4 separate regions of the Zea mays genome follow, and regions 1, 2 and 4 are each linked to region 3. Evidence: chromatin contacts called from public Hi-C data. All regions are on one chromosome and are shown on one strand. Each heading gives the region's core, a stretch centred on a gene start, on an enhancer-like site or on the middle of the called end of the contact. The rest is flanking DNA. Distances are from core to core; before and after follow the strand shown. Region 1 holds the start of LOC103638138 (histone H1-like). Region 2 holds the start of LOC103638140 (serine/threonine-protein phosphatase 2A 65 kDa regulatory subunit A). Region 3 holds the start of LOC100279580 (1-aminocyclopropane-1-carboxylate synthase3). Region 4 holds the start of LOC100280578.

Region 1 (3,010 bases), core at 351-2,850, 150 kb after region 3:
CTGGGCTGCCAAACGAAGTGCATCCCGGACTCATCAGCGAGGTAGTACACCTGGTCGTTGCACCACCGGATGTGCTACTCCTCTACATACATCTTGTTCGAGGACACTCACACAACGTCAGCAACGGTCGTCGTCCCAGCGCACAAGAATTCATGGCATGTCAGTAGCGACTTACGTGGCAGGTTGGGCTTCAGGTGGATGATGAACTGGACGGTGTGATGGCGCCGTCGTCGGATGCGATGCCCAGAACAACCCGAGAGTCGCTGGAGTTGGCGACGACCATGAGGTCCCCTTGTTTGACGACGGACAGTGCGGTGCAGCCACTCTGGACCGCGTCCAAGCGGCGGCTGCGCTGGAGCTTGTCGTATACAGCAGCGCATGCGGCCACGTAGGACTGCTTGCAGAGGTTGAACTGGCAGTCGCCAAGCTTCTTCTCGTCGTCGATGAGCGACGCCAACGCGAGCGCCTCCTGCTAGTGGTGTTTGTTCGGGATTTCCAATGTGAAACATGGATTCATCTTTGGCGTTGGTTTATGAAAATGACTCACAAGTCAGATCCATGGAAAAATATTACGGAGGATAAATGTCACACATGCAAAAAAGGAATTTAAGTTGAAAACATTATTCAAACAAAAGAAATTGCATGCAAGGTTCTTCTTTAAATACTACTTCCTTCATCCAAAAATCTAAATCAAGAATCTCGGTGATACTTATCTATTACTGCACATTGTGTGAGGGTAGCAAGTGAGTTTGGAAGAGATGCTGTAATAGATGTAGACAGAAACACACATGTGGATGTGGTGTAGTGGTAGCTATGAGCACACTTGCTTGGTGGGTTGTGGGTTCGAATACCCTTGGGTGCTATTTGTGTTTTTTTAAATTTAATTTTAGATAGGCGTGAGATGTACGCGAGGAGGGGGAATGAGAAAGAACATGAATGTACGGAGAGAAGTGATGGAAGGGGGAATGAGAAAGAACATGAATGTACGGAGAGAAGGGATGGAAAAAGTCACAGAACATGGAATCACGGAATGGCAGTCTAACTTGTCTATAAGTAGTAATTTTTTTTTATCTCATTCACGGTTTCAGACTCCACTGTATGATCTCGGCATCGAAGAGCACCACTTATTGTCATACTCATAGCGATACCTCTACCCAACCCGTACAAACCTTGAGCCCCCATCCCAGCACAAACACAAAAAACACACCCTTTCACAAACCTCAAAATTTATCCCACAAATCAAAGTCATCTTTCCAATTTCCAAATCCCCAGCACCCATCTGACTTTGAATTCCAGCGGAACTCGAAATTCCCCAACCAAATCACTGAAAGTCATGCAGAATTCGTCTTCCAAACCACCCACCCAAAAACACGCGAAAACACACCCTCCTGGAGCCGAGGCGTCCGTCCACGCGAGGCCGCGCGAGAAGTCGAGAACCATCGGTGCGTCGGGCGGGGTGGGGGCAGGCGACCGCATCGCGCGGCCACGTGTACGCTCCGGATGCACCGACCGAGGATGCTGATCCGCGGGCGGCCGCGGGCGGCCAATCGGATCGCGCCGTCGGAGGCTACAAATACGGCGCCACGGACCACCGATCACTCGTCACAGCGAGTACCGAGTAGGAGCAACCGCTTGCGTCAGACGCACACTGACGGAGAGTGATCACTGATTTCTGGTCATGGCAACCGTAACTGAGGAAGTTGCTCCGGTCGTCACCGTCTCCGAGGAGCCGGCGCCGGAAGCGGCGAAGGAGGTGGTGGAGAAGCCGGAGGAGGGGAAGAAGCCCGACGAGGAGGGTGACGAGAGGAAGAAGGCCGACCCCGCCGCCGAGAAGGAGAAGAAGGCCGACCCCGCCGCCGAGAAGGAGAAGAAGGCGAGGAAGCCGCGGAGCAGGAAGCCCAAGTCCGCCGGGCTGCACCACCCGCCCTATTTCGAGGTGAGCAAAGATGCCGTCGTCGTCGTCGTCGTCTTGTCGGTTACTCATCCGTGCTTGGATTCTCATTCTGATGATCGGTCGCTGTGTCTGCTGGGGACCTGGGGTGATCGAGGTCAGATGATCAAGGAGGCGATCCTGTCGCAGGACGGCGGGAAGGTCGGGGCGAGCCCGTACGCGATCGCCAAGCACATGGGGGAGAAGCACCGGGACGTGCTCCCGCCCAATTACCGCAAGGTGCTGGCCGTGCAGCTGCGCGGCTTCGCCGCCAAGGGCCGCCTCGTCAAGGTCAAGGCCTCCTTCAAGCTCGCCGCCGCCGAGGAGAGGAAGCCCTCCGCGGCCGCGAAGGCGAAGAAGAAGGCGTCGGCGGGAATGGCCAAGCGCAAGAGGGCCGCCGCGCCGGCCAAGATGAAGCCGGCGGCCGCTGCCTCGGCGCCGTCGAGGGAGGCACGTAAGGTGCGCGCGAAGCGAGCGAGGAAGGTGGCCCCGGCGCCCGCGCAGCCCAAGCCCAAGCCAGCCCGCGCCGCCGCTTCCGGTGCCGGCAAGAAGGTCAACAAGGCCAGCGCCTGATTAGCGGCGGCCGTCCTGGTCCCCCCGCGCGCGCCTCCGTGTATTATACTAGCCGGTAGTAGCAGTAGGAGTTGCAAGTACTAGCAGCGTCGTAGTCGTGATGATGTTGTGGTCGTCGTCTCCGCCGGCCCGATCGATCGGGCGCTCTGTTCCGCCGTGTGGCAGAGTTTTGTAAATAACTAGTCTGGTGTGATGCGCTCATGGCAATAAAGCGCGCGCTTCTAGCTTCCTTGATGAAACATCCATGATCCATTATCAGTGCAGTCTTGTGGTTATCGTGTTGGTTAGTTCGATCACTGGAACTGGCTCATCATCTTCGGCTTCTGGGCGAGGATGTGGTGGAGGTTGGGTTCTGTAGTGAGTGGAGTATGTTCACGATTTCGTCGTTGCCAATGAACACCCTTCACCCATTGTGACTCCCGGTCTTTTCTACTTCAGTTTCACCGTAATGACGGCATGTTTGGGAGGACTTCGTTAATAAAAACGGTAAATTTGGATCTAGATTTT
Region 2 (2,758 bases), core at 100-2,599, 220 kb before region 3:
GTGATCAGGCCAAGCTTGCAGAAGAGCAAATGGGACGAGCTGGAGAACTGGAACGAGGAATTCGGTTCGAGCTGACGGAGACGCGCGCTGCCTGATGATGATGATCAAGCGGCCCTATTTCCAGATGTACATGATTTATGTCTCACACACACATGGTGGCTTACACACACACACGCGCCCATCGGCCATCGATGCGTCCTCAGTCTGGACAGCGCGTCTTCAACAGAAGCAGAAGGTACAATATAATGCTGGGAACAGCCCTATATGTATACCCATTGAAATGCCGCTGCCCAAGTTATTTAAAAAAACAAACCTCTAGTGTGTGTTATTATTAGCCTATAGCTGCTCTGGGCCGCCGAGGGCGAAATCGAAGTATCGTCGGGCGTGTTCGGCAGGCTGCAAGCCGACACTGTTGCAGCTGTTTGGACTGCTGCAGCTGCAATCCATAGAGAGAAAAATACTGTAGAAGCCGCAGCCGCAGCCGGATTGCAGCCGCAGCAAGCCGCAGCGAACAAGCCGGTCGTTGTGTAAAAAGAAACACAAAACCTACATGCTTAATGACTCGTATATGTGTTATTATTAGCCCATAGCTGCTCTGGGCCGCCGAGGGCGAAATCGAAGTATCGTCGTTGTGTAAAAAGAAACACAAAACCTACATGCTTAATGACTCGTATATGTGTTATTATTAGCCCATAGCTGCTCTGGGCCGCCGAGGGCGAAATCGAAGTATCGTCGTTGTGTAAAAAGACAAACACAAAACCTACATGCTTAATGACTCGTATATATTTTAACAAACAGTTGAAATTTAGGGTGGTGTCGCTGCAAGCTTGAGGCACGGAGCCGGCTGTCGGCCGATTTGTTGCTCCAGCCCCTAGGCAAACCCCAATAATGACGGGTGCGGACACGTTTGTGTCCAAATTGTTGTGGGGGAGGGGGTTGAAAGGGTGTTTAGGTGTGCTACCAAACGCAGATTAGGCTATTTCTAGCAGTTTACTCATCTTCTATTTCGCCTCTACTCTATAAACAGTAGTCTGTCTACAGTGCAAAAATAATCATTGGACATGGCCCCTTGTCCTGCAACTCAAGAAGCTAAACGTGGCGAGATGCAGGCACTGCTCGACGCGCAGTGCTCTGCCGCCTCTGCGTATTGCCACTTTGCCAGTGAGACGGGTGCTGGGCCTCCATGCCGCCTGAGTTTTTCCTGGGCTCCAACCCCAAGCGAAGTCTCCCTCCCGTCCATAGGACTAACAAGAGCGGATCGTATCTGAGAACGGGTCGACCGCCCTTTCAGGCCCAGGCCCACTTCGCACGCCCCACAGGCCTCGACATCCACTGCGTCCCCTCCTCCCCCGTCGCATTCTGCAGCGCCAGCTCGCTCCTCGCCCCGCCCCCTTCTCTCAGCGGCGACGCCTCGGGCGTTCCTACCCTGCCCCCTCTCCGGACCCCCACGCCGTCGGCGAAGCAGCCGGGCAAGAGCCCGATCCAGACCCCGCGAGGTCAGTTCAGATCCTGCTCCTCTTCTCCCTCCCCCTCCTTCCACAGCTAGATCTGCGCCCCTCACCCCGCTCGCTCGACCACCTCCGATCGCCACGCCCGCACCCTCAATACCGCCGCCGCTGCTACCGTCGTCGGTCTGGAGCTCAGGCCTTCTTCATTCGCGCGTTCACGTGTGGTTCCCCTCCTAGATCTGGGCTGTTGTTTGGTCGATTGCGCTGGTTTTGTAATGATTGCGACGCCCTAGTCTGAGTTCTCTTCTCGCGGATCGGAGGCTGTGTGGCGTTGGTTGCTAGGTACGTCGGTAGCTAGTGATTTGGATCAACCGTTGCTCGTGGTGTGTCGTAGATGAGTAGATCGCGTGTGGCGTCTGTTGCCCGTCTCGTTGTGCGCATCAGCTATTCACCTCGTTTCGTCGTATCGAAATTCGCTCATTTATTCAGGATCCGCGAACGTGCAAATTTAATTCTGGAGCTGAATATGTCGTTACATAGATCAGATTTCAGAAACATCTTCTCCATGCCGCCTGAGTGAGAATGAAAAGCAAACAAACAAGAGGAAATCTATAAATAGAACCCCCTGGGGACCCCAAACGACCAGATCAATTCATGCCAAATTTTACTTGGAGCATTTGCCTGAACTTGATTCAATTTCTCAGAATGCTCGGATGCCAAGTGATGTTGTTTCTTTCCTGGAACCATATTTAATAGGCATCTTTGCGGGGCATTTTTTTTTTTTGCTGGATCAACCAATTATTATCGTTTGAACTGAAGGCCATGTCATTTTTAATTGGGTAGTTGAGACTCACCTCCATAGATGATGTTATGGAATATTTGACTCTTCGAAGTAATCTGTGATGTTCTACTTGTCAACATGAATTTGTTAATTTTATTTGGATCATGTGTATGACAGTAGTATTCTTGTGTTGTTCAAGAAAGCCAATCCCAGGGAACTTTTAGTTATATAAGTTTGCAATAGTTTGGTGCATCTATTTCTTTGGTTATGGCATCAGAGATCTTTTTTTTTGTATATTTTAACCAAACGTTTGTTTCTATTCTGCTTCTATTTGTCTAGAGCATCTCTAACGGTGCCTTAAATCAGTGCACTATTTTGAAATATAGGGCTCAACTCATAAAAACAGCTCCAACAGTGCCTATTTTACAATCTTTTACGAAAAAATATAGGGCACACCATGAAGTGACCCAAATATATTACACCCCAGATTAGTGTCCTATCCTTAATCTTAAAACTCGACCTGCGGGGG
Region 3 (2,812 bases), core at 56-2,555:
ATAACATGGTTGAGGTTTTTAATAACTGGGTTAAAGACCACAAAGACCTTCATGTGTGTGATTTGGCTGAGAAAATTAGAGAGATGACGATGGAGCTGTTTCACTCGGTGCACAAATCACTTCACAAGTGCCCGATGCAACAACCCAGCAGACTCCACCACCGACAAGGAAATGGCTAGTTAAGAAGATCACCCCCAAGAAGAGACTGAGGATTAGTGCTCAGAAGAAGCGTATCTCAACGAATTCTTTATGTTCACATGATACTTGAAGTCGACATTTTCCTGTGCAACAACCAGATGATAATCATGGCATACGAATATATTATTTTCCTATCAGTTTACTTGTACCCTTTCTAGCAACAAAAAATAGGAGTGTATGAGTTTGATAATACATACCACATTTGATGAGGCCTTAACTGCTTCAACCTTGTCGACGACAATGACGACGAACTGAACCGCAGCCTTGGCCTCCTTCTCAGCAACAACGGCCACGCATCTCGCCTCCGAAGCCGCGACGGCAGCAGCACGAGCCGCTTCTACAACATCGTCAACCACTTGGCTCGGAGGAAGATCCATCCGCAGAGGAGCAGAGAAAAGGCGACTAGGTTCCTGGATTGGGGAAGCAGACAGCGTGAACACGAAATGGCGGCTAGGGTTTTTGGATTGGGGATGCAGCCCGCGTCAACAAGAAACGGCGGCGCCAGACTTTTTGACGGCGTGAGCACAGAGTGAATTTAATGTTGACACCAAACCCAAATCTCCGTCTGTTGTCCATATCCGGAAGAGTCTGTCAGCTGCGTCTTCAAAACAGAAAAGCCAACACCAACGCCTCTATTTCATCGAATTCTCTTCTCTCTTCTTCCATAATGGCAATTGTCTCGACCTAGGCAAGTTCTGCCGTTCTGGAGCGGAGCTCAGCTCAGCTCAGCTCCTCCAGCTGTTTTCCTTGCGGAGGCCGCCACGGCTCTCGGCTGGGCCGCCGGGCTACCTCGCTAAGTTGTCCCTTGTTCGTCCGTTCGCAGCTCTCGCTGTCGCGTGGCGTGTCAGTGTGACAGTGCAAGACCGGGCGGACGGCACGTTGACACGGCCGGCCTCGCCTCGCCTGGCCCTGGCGTGGCGTTGGCGGCTGCGGCAAGGCAGGCAGCACGGGCCACTCGGATTTGCTGGTTAAAGCAACTTTAGAAAACCACTGCCGTAACTTGGAGTGCTTGGCTTCCTGGGTCGAGCGCGCCGTAACTAGTGCAAAAAAAAAACGAGAGAGATCGCCATTGCAGAGATCTAGTATTTGAAAACAGTTATTGGCCAGATCAATGGAGAGGATGCCCCACCTGACCTGAGCCGCTGCTTCCGTCCGTTTCGTGGTTCGCTCAAATCAAGGGACGGACGGGACGGGATCACGGGAGGCGGGACTCGCTCCTTTCCCATTTCACCCCACTCCACCACTCGGCCGCGGGCCGCCAGAAGCGGCAAGCAAGACGCCAAACCCGGCGTGTTCCCCCCTCCGTCCGGCCTCGGCCAGAGCCAGACGGCCACCAGTCACCACCCAGCCCCGCGCGAATTGGCCCCCACCCAAACCCGCAAATCCCCCCGCCCGCGCCAACCCAATCCCGCCTCCCTCCCACCACCCGCCTATGCTGCCGCCGCCCCGGCGCCGGCGCGCGCTCCACACCACGACGCCGCGGCACGGGCTGCCGCCGCGCCCATGAGGGACGGCGGCGACGGCGACGACGACGGCCACGCGACATCCCGCGCGACGAGGACGAAGAGGAAGCCGTCACGCGACCCGCGGCCGCGGCCGCGCGCCGACGGCGGGATGCGCATCGTGGTGCCGCTGCAGGGGGTGGTGCAGGGCCGGGGCGGCCTGGTGCTCGGCTCCCTCATCCCCTGCGCGCTCTTCTACTTCTTCCAGCTCTACATCAAGCGCAACCGCCCCGCGCCGGCGCCGGCGCCGGCGCCGGCGCCGGGCTCCCCGCCGCCCGCGGCCGCCTCCCCGATCCTCCGCTCCCACTCGCGGGGCCTCCTCACGCCGCGCGCCGCGCTGCCGTCGCTCTCCGCGCGCGGGGCCGTCGTGCGGGCCGGGGACGAGGACTCGCTCTACTACGCCGGTCTCCGTCGGTGCGCCGCCGACCCTTACCACCCCGCGTCCAACCCCGACGGTGTCGTCAACCTCGGCCTCGCCGAGAACCACGTACGGATCGTCTCATGGATACTCTATTTTGTTATCCGCTTCCCTGATTTTTCTGTACTGATGGATGGCCCGCCTGACTCCGCGCGCGCGCGCGCAGCTGTCGCTGGATTTGGTGGGGCGGTGGATGGAGGAGCACGCGGGGGCGGCGATGCTGGACGGCCTCGCGGCAGCCGGGGACGAGGTCAGGGACCTCACCATCAGGGGGCTCGCAACCTACCAGCCCTACGATGGGATACTTGCCTTGAAGATGGTAGGCTAACGGATCCCGCTCTGAATCGCCCTTTTTCTTTCTTTTTGTTTGATCCCCCGTCCCTAAAAAAACACACACATCCCCTATTCTTGCTGTGCTGCCGACGCCTCGGTTACATCGACCATGAAAAAGTTTGCCAATCTTCACTACTTTAGGATGCGATACTGCTTCATTCATCCTGTGGAGTAATATGATGGATTGTTCCTTTCCTCTCCGACAAGCAGTGTCTGTTGTATTGGCACTTTTTAGGGTGCTGTTTTCGTTTAGGGGATCATCCTAGGCAGAGGTACCTCAACCAGACAACAGTATCAGTTAATAATTGAATTGGAGAAAATATCAAAGTGAAGTCAGCATCTAAACCCGAGGTTGGGTATT
Region 4 (3,044 bases), core at 100-2,599, 220 kb after region 3:
AACCCTCTCTTTTGCTATGCTCTGTAATGCCATTGGTTTGTAGTGGATGGAGCACTTCTGCGTTCATGAAACCACAGCGTTGTAGGTTCTCCCCTCCATTGTGCTGGACTAGTAAACTGTGCTCGCGAGCTGGAGTGCTGAAGTCCGCGAGAATCCATGTGTAATTGTAGCTCAGAAGTATTCGTCGCGTGATAGCTGTACAGTTTGACATCTGGATTCGAGTCGAGTGGTGGTAGTTGAAGGTCTACTGTATATAGTTGGCTTCAGTATCATGGCCGCCGTTGATCTGAAGCCGACGTTCCAGAAATCCAGACAGATACACAAAAAAGGTGGTGTCTGCTGCTGAATTATTCGCAGAACTATAGTCTCTAGGATACCCAGAAACAGAACTCGCAAATCTGAAGTTGTTCAGAAATGAGAATCTAAAGTTTTTTTTAGAGCTCTACAACTACAAGTGTTTAGAGAGCTACAGATCCATGTTTCAAAATCAATCAAAAGTGTCCTCGCGAAATTACTCTCCTCATCCTGATTTCCATGAGTAATAATAGTAATTAATAAGGCCACGGGACAGGACTGCAGGAGCAGGTGGAAGGCAGTAGTAGTTCAGAGGGCTAGCGGGTTGGCGTGGATGGTGACGCGGTTGAGCCTGATCTCGGCGAGCGGCCTGTCCCCGGGGCCGGTCTGCGCCTTCTCCATGAGGTCGAGGACCTCGAAGCCGTGGATGACCTTGGCGAAGACGGTGTAGTGGCCGTTGAGGTGCGGCTGCTTGGCGTAGGTGATGAAGAACTGGCTGCCGTTGGTGTTGGGCCCGTTGTTGGCCATCGACATGATCCCCCGTGCGTTGTGCTGCACCACCCAGCAAAACAAAAATTCGTTTCGTCGTCAGACACAGAGCAGAGGGCAGAAAGACCCAACCAAATCATCAACCGAAAAGAAGACCAACCAACCTTGAGGGACTCCCTGAACTCGTCCGCGAACTTGGTGCCCCAGATGGAGGAGCCGCCCTTGCCGGAGCCGGTGGGGTCGCCGCCCTGGATCATGAAGCCCTTGATGTTTCGGTGGAACACGGTGCCGTCGTAGTAGCCGCTGGCGCAGAGGGCCAGGAAGTTCTCCGCCGTGCGGGGCACCTGGTCGCAGAACACCTCGCACTTGATGTCGCCCAGGTTCGTGTGCAGCGTCACCGACTGCCACAGCCATCCGCGCGTCGACGCCGTCAGTACGGGATACGAATAGGATAGGATAGCACACAGGTCGGGCGGCGGGAGAGAAGGCTCACCATGGCTACGGGCGGCGGGTGGGAGGACGCGCGCAGCAAGGCTGGTGAGTGGTGACTTGGTGAGCGGGACGCAGCGGGTGGGTGGGCGATGTGCTTCCGGTCTGTGCTGTGCGACCCTAAGCAATTTTCCAGGGAGAAGGCGTAGACGAATCTTCTGGAAGGCGGGTATGGGCCGTGTTGGTCCCACAGGCTGTTGGGCCACGCTTTAGTGGACCCGACTGAACCCTAAAAACTCAGCCAAACATTTGTGTAATTAAGTAGAATTCCCGAGTAATTATGCAGGCCGTATGAGTTATTTTCTCGGTTAAAATAATTCCTTTGCCGTTCATCTTATTTAAATACTAGGTCAGTATCGGTGTGTTGCAACGGGGACATATAATATCTCAATAACTTATATATGCACATATGTGTTATATAATTATGAGATAAAGGATGACATATATGAGCTGTCCGAGATGACATCGAAGAGAAACTCGGGCCTGTGACGCACGTGCACTCACCTAGTGTATTATATAAGATAGGTCAGTGTCCATGCATTGCATCTGGAACATATAATATCTCGATAACTTATATATACAAATATGTGTTATACGATTATGAGATGGATGACAATATCCACAAGCCATCCGGAATGATATCAAAGAGAAACTCAGGCCTGTAACGCACGGACACTCACCTGATAGTGTATTATATAAAATTTAACAAGAAGATTTAATGGCAAAAATTCAAAATCAATAAATATAAAATAAACATAAGCATAACTATCTATTTCATCTAGTTTTTTCCATAATACGATCAAGGTACTCTTGTATATTTCCAGGACTGTTAAATCGAAGTGTTCCTCTCGTATGTCAACAGATCAATAAATAAATTCCTACGCAGAGTCGCACCATCATGTAAAGAAATGTTATAAGTAATATTATCCTTAACTACAAATTACATATATGCTATTATTCTCACCATACTAAGTTGCGCTCTTAAACCACTGTCCCACCACTCCATAATGTGCAGAGCAAAATGACCAGTATTAAGACTGAAAAAGTTGCCAACTTTGTTATATTATGAAATTATAAACATAACATCTATATATATGACATAATAATTTTAAGTAATTACCCTTTTAATTCGATTGGAGCATCAGATCGAATTGAATGTCACCACATATAAATGTCATGTGACCATCCAATACGTTTGACACCGTATGTAACCTTATATTTCTTCGAAATAAGAAGAATAGTTTCCCAAAATCTTTTTAGTGGTATATCTTTGCACCATTCTGGAGTAGGTGTGAAATTAAACACAGACACAAATTTGTTTGCATGATTAATACGAAAAGTACATAGCCTGTAGAGTATCTCCATGGCATAAGAACCTGCAAACCATGAGACATTAGAATTATATGTTTGCACAATTTATTTAACTATATAGATCAAAGGAATTCTGACTTACAAATTTACAAAGTGTGATGTAATAATTCATTTGAGGCCAATTATTTTATGTTTTTATCAACTCTATCGCGCTAGGATCCTTATATGACTTCGCTTCTTCGTCAAAACCACACATTTCCTAGAGAAAACATAATAATATAATAGAGAAGTGCCCGTGCGTTGCAACGGAACATATAATACCATGATAACATATAATAACACGATAACTCATGTAAAAATATGTGTTATACCATTATAAGAAAATGTTTCGTAATCCATTTGTGATCCTAGTCATACATAAATTTTGTTATTTTAATTGTTATTTCACCACTATATTGCAA

What was found. Hi-C and Micro-C count contacts between places; a contact is called where the count stands out from the background.
Region 1: a contact with region 3 is called in a Hi-C map of endosperm, with 5 times the contacts expected there. The contact joins the promoter of LOC103638138 here to the promoter of LOC100279580 in region 3. A contact is called at or near these places in 3 of 25 Hi-C or Micro-C datasets (bundle sheath, endosperm and leaf).
Region 2: a Hi-C map of leaf shows a contact between it and region 3, with 6 times the contacts expected there. The contact joins the promoter of LOC103638140 here to the promoter of LOC100279580 in region 3. A contact is called at or near these places in 3 of 25 Hi-C or Micro-C datasets (ear, leaf and tassel).
Region 4: a contact with region 3 is called in a Hi-C map of leaf, with 9 times the contacts expected there. The contact joins the promoter of LOC100280578 here to the promoter of LOC100279580 in region 3. A contact is called at or near these places in 5 of 25 Hi-C or Micro-C datasets (bundle sheath, ear and leaf) and 2 of 3 datasets of contacts at active chromatin or transcription factors (leaf and seedling).

What each region holds. Positions count from the first base shown.
Region 1 is chr9:25,714,958-25,717,967 of Zm-B73-REFERENCE-NAM-5.0, reverse strand. It overlaps LOC103638138 (histone H1-like), which reads left to right and starts at 1,600. Exons shown (of 2, transcript NM_001308055.1): 1 at 1,600-1,936; 2 at 2,054-2,742. The coding sequence starts at 1,679. The coding sequence ends at 2,503.
Region 2 is chr9:26,083,747-26,086,504 of Zm-B73-REFERENCE-NAM-5.0, reverse strand. LOC103638140 (serine/threonine-protein phosphatase 2A 65 kDa regulatory subunit A) reads left to right here and starts at 1,349. Exons shown (of 13, transcript NM_001347218.1): 1 at 1,349-1,496. LOC100273408 (AAA-type ATPase family protein) reads left to right here. Exons shown (of 13, transcript NM_001147845.1): 13 at 1-309. The coding sequence ends at 75.
Region 3 is chr9:25,865,433-25,868,244 of Zm-B73-REFERENCE-NAM-5.0, reverse strand. It overlaps LOC100279580 (1-aminocyclopropane-1-carboxylate synthase3), which reads left to right and starts at 1,305. Exons shown (of 4, transcript NM_001152577.2): 1 at 1,305-2,187; 2 at 2,285-2,437. The coding sequence starts at 1,702.
Region 4 is chr9:25,649,073-25,652,116 of Zm-B73-REFERENCE-NAM-5.0, reverse strand. It overlaps LOC100280578, which reads right to left and starts at 1,349. Exons shown (of 3, transcript NM_001153497.2): 1 at 1,277-1,349; 2 at 948-1,184; 3 at 429-846. The coding sequence starts at 1,279. The coding sequence ends at 604. LOC100273963 (BBR/BPC transcription factor) reads left to right here. Exons shown (of 3, transcript NM_001148350.1): 3 at 1-304.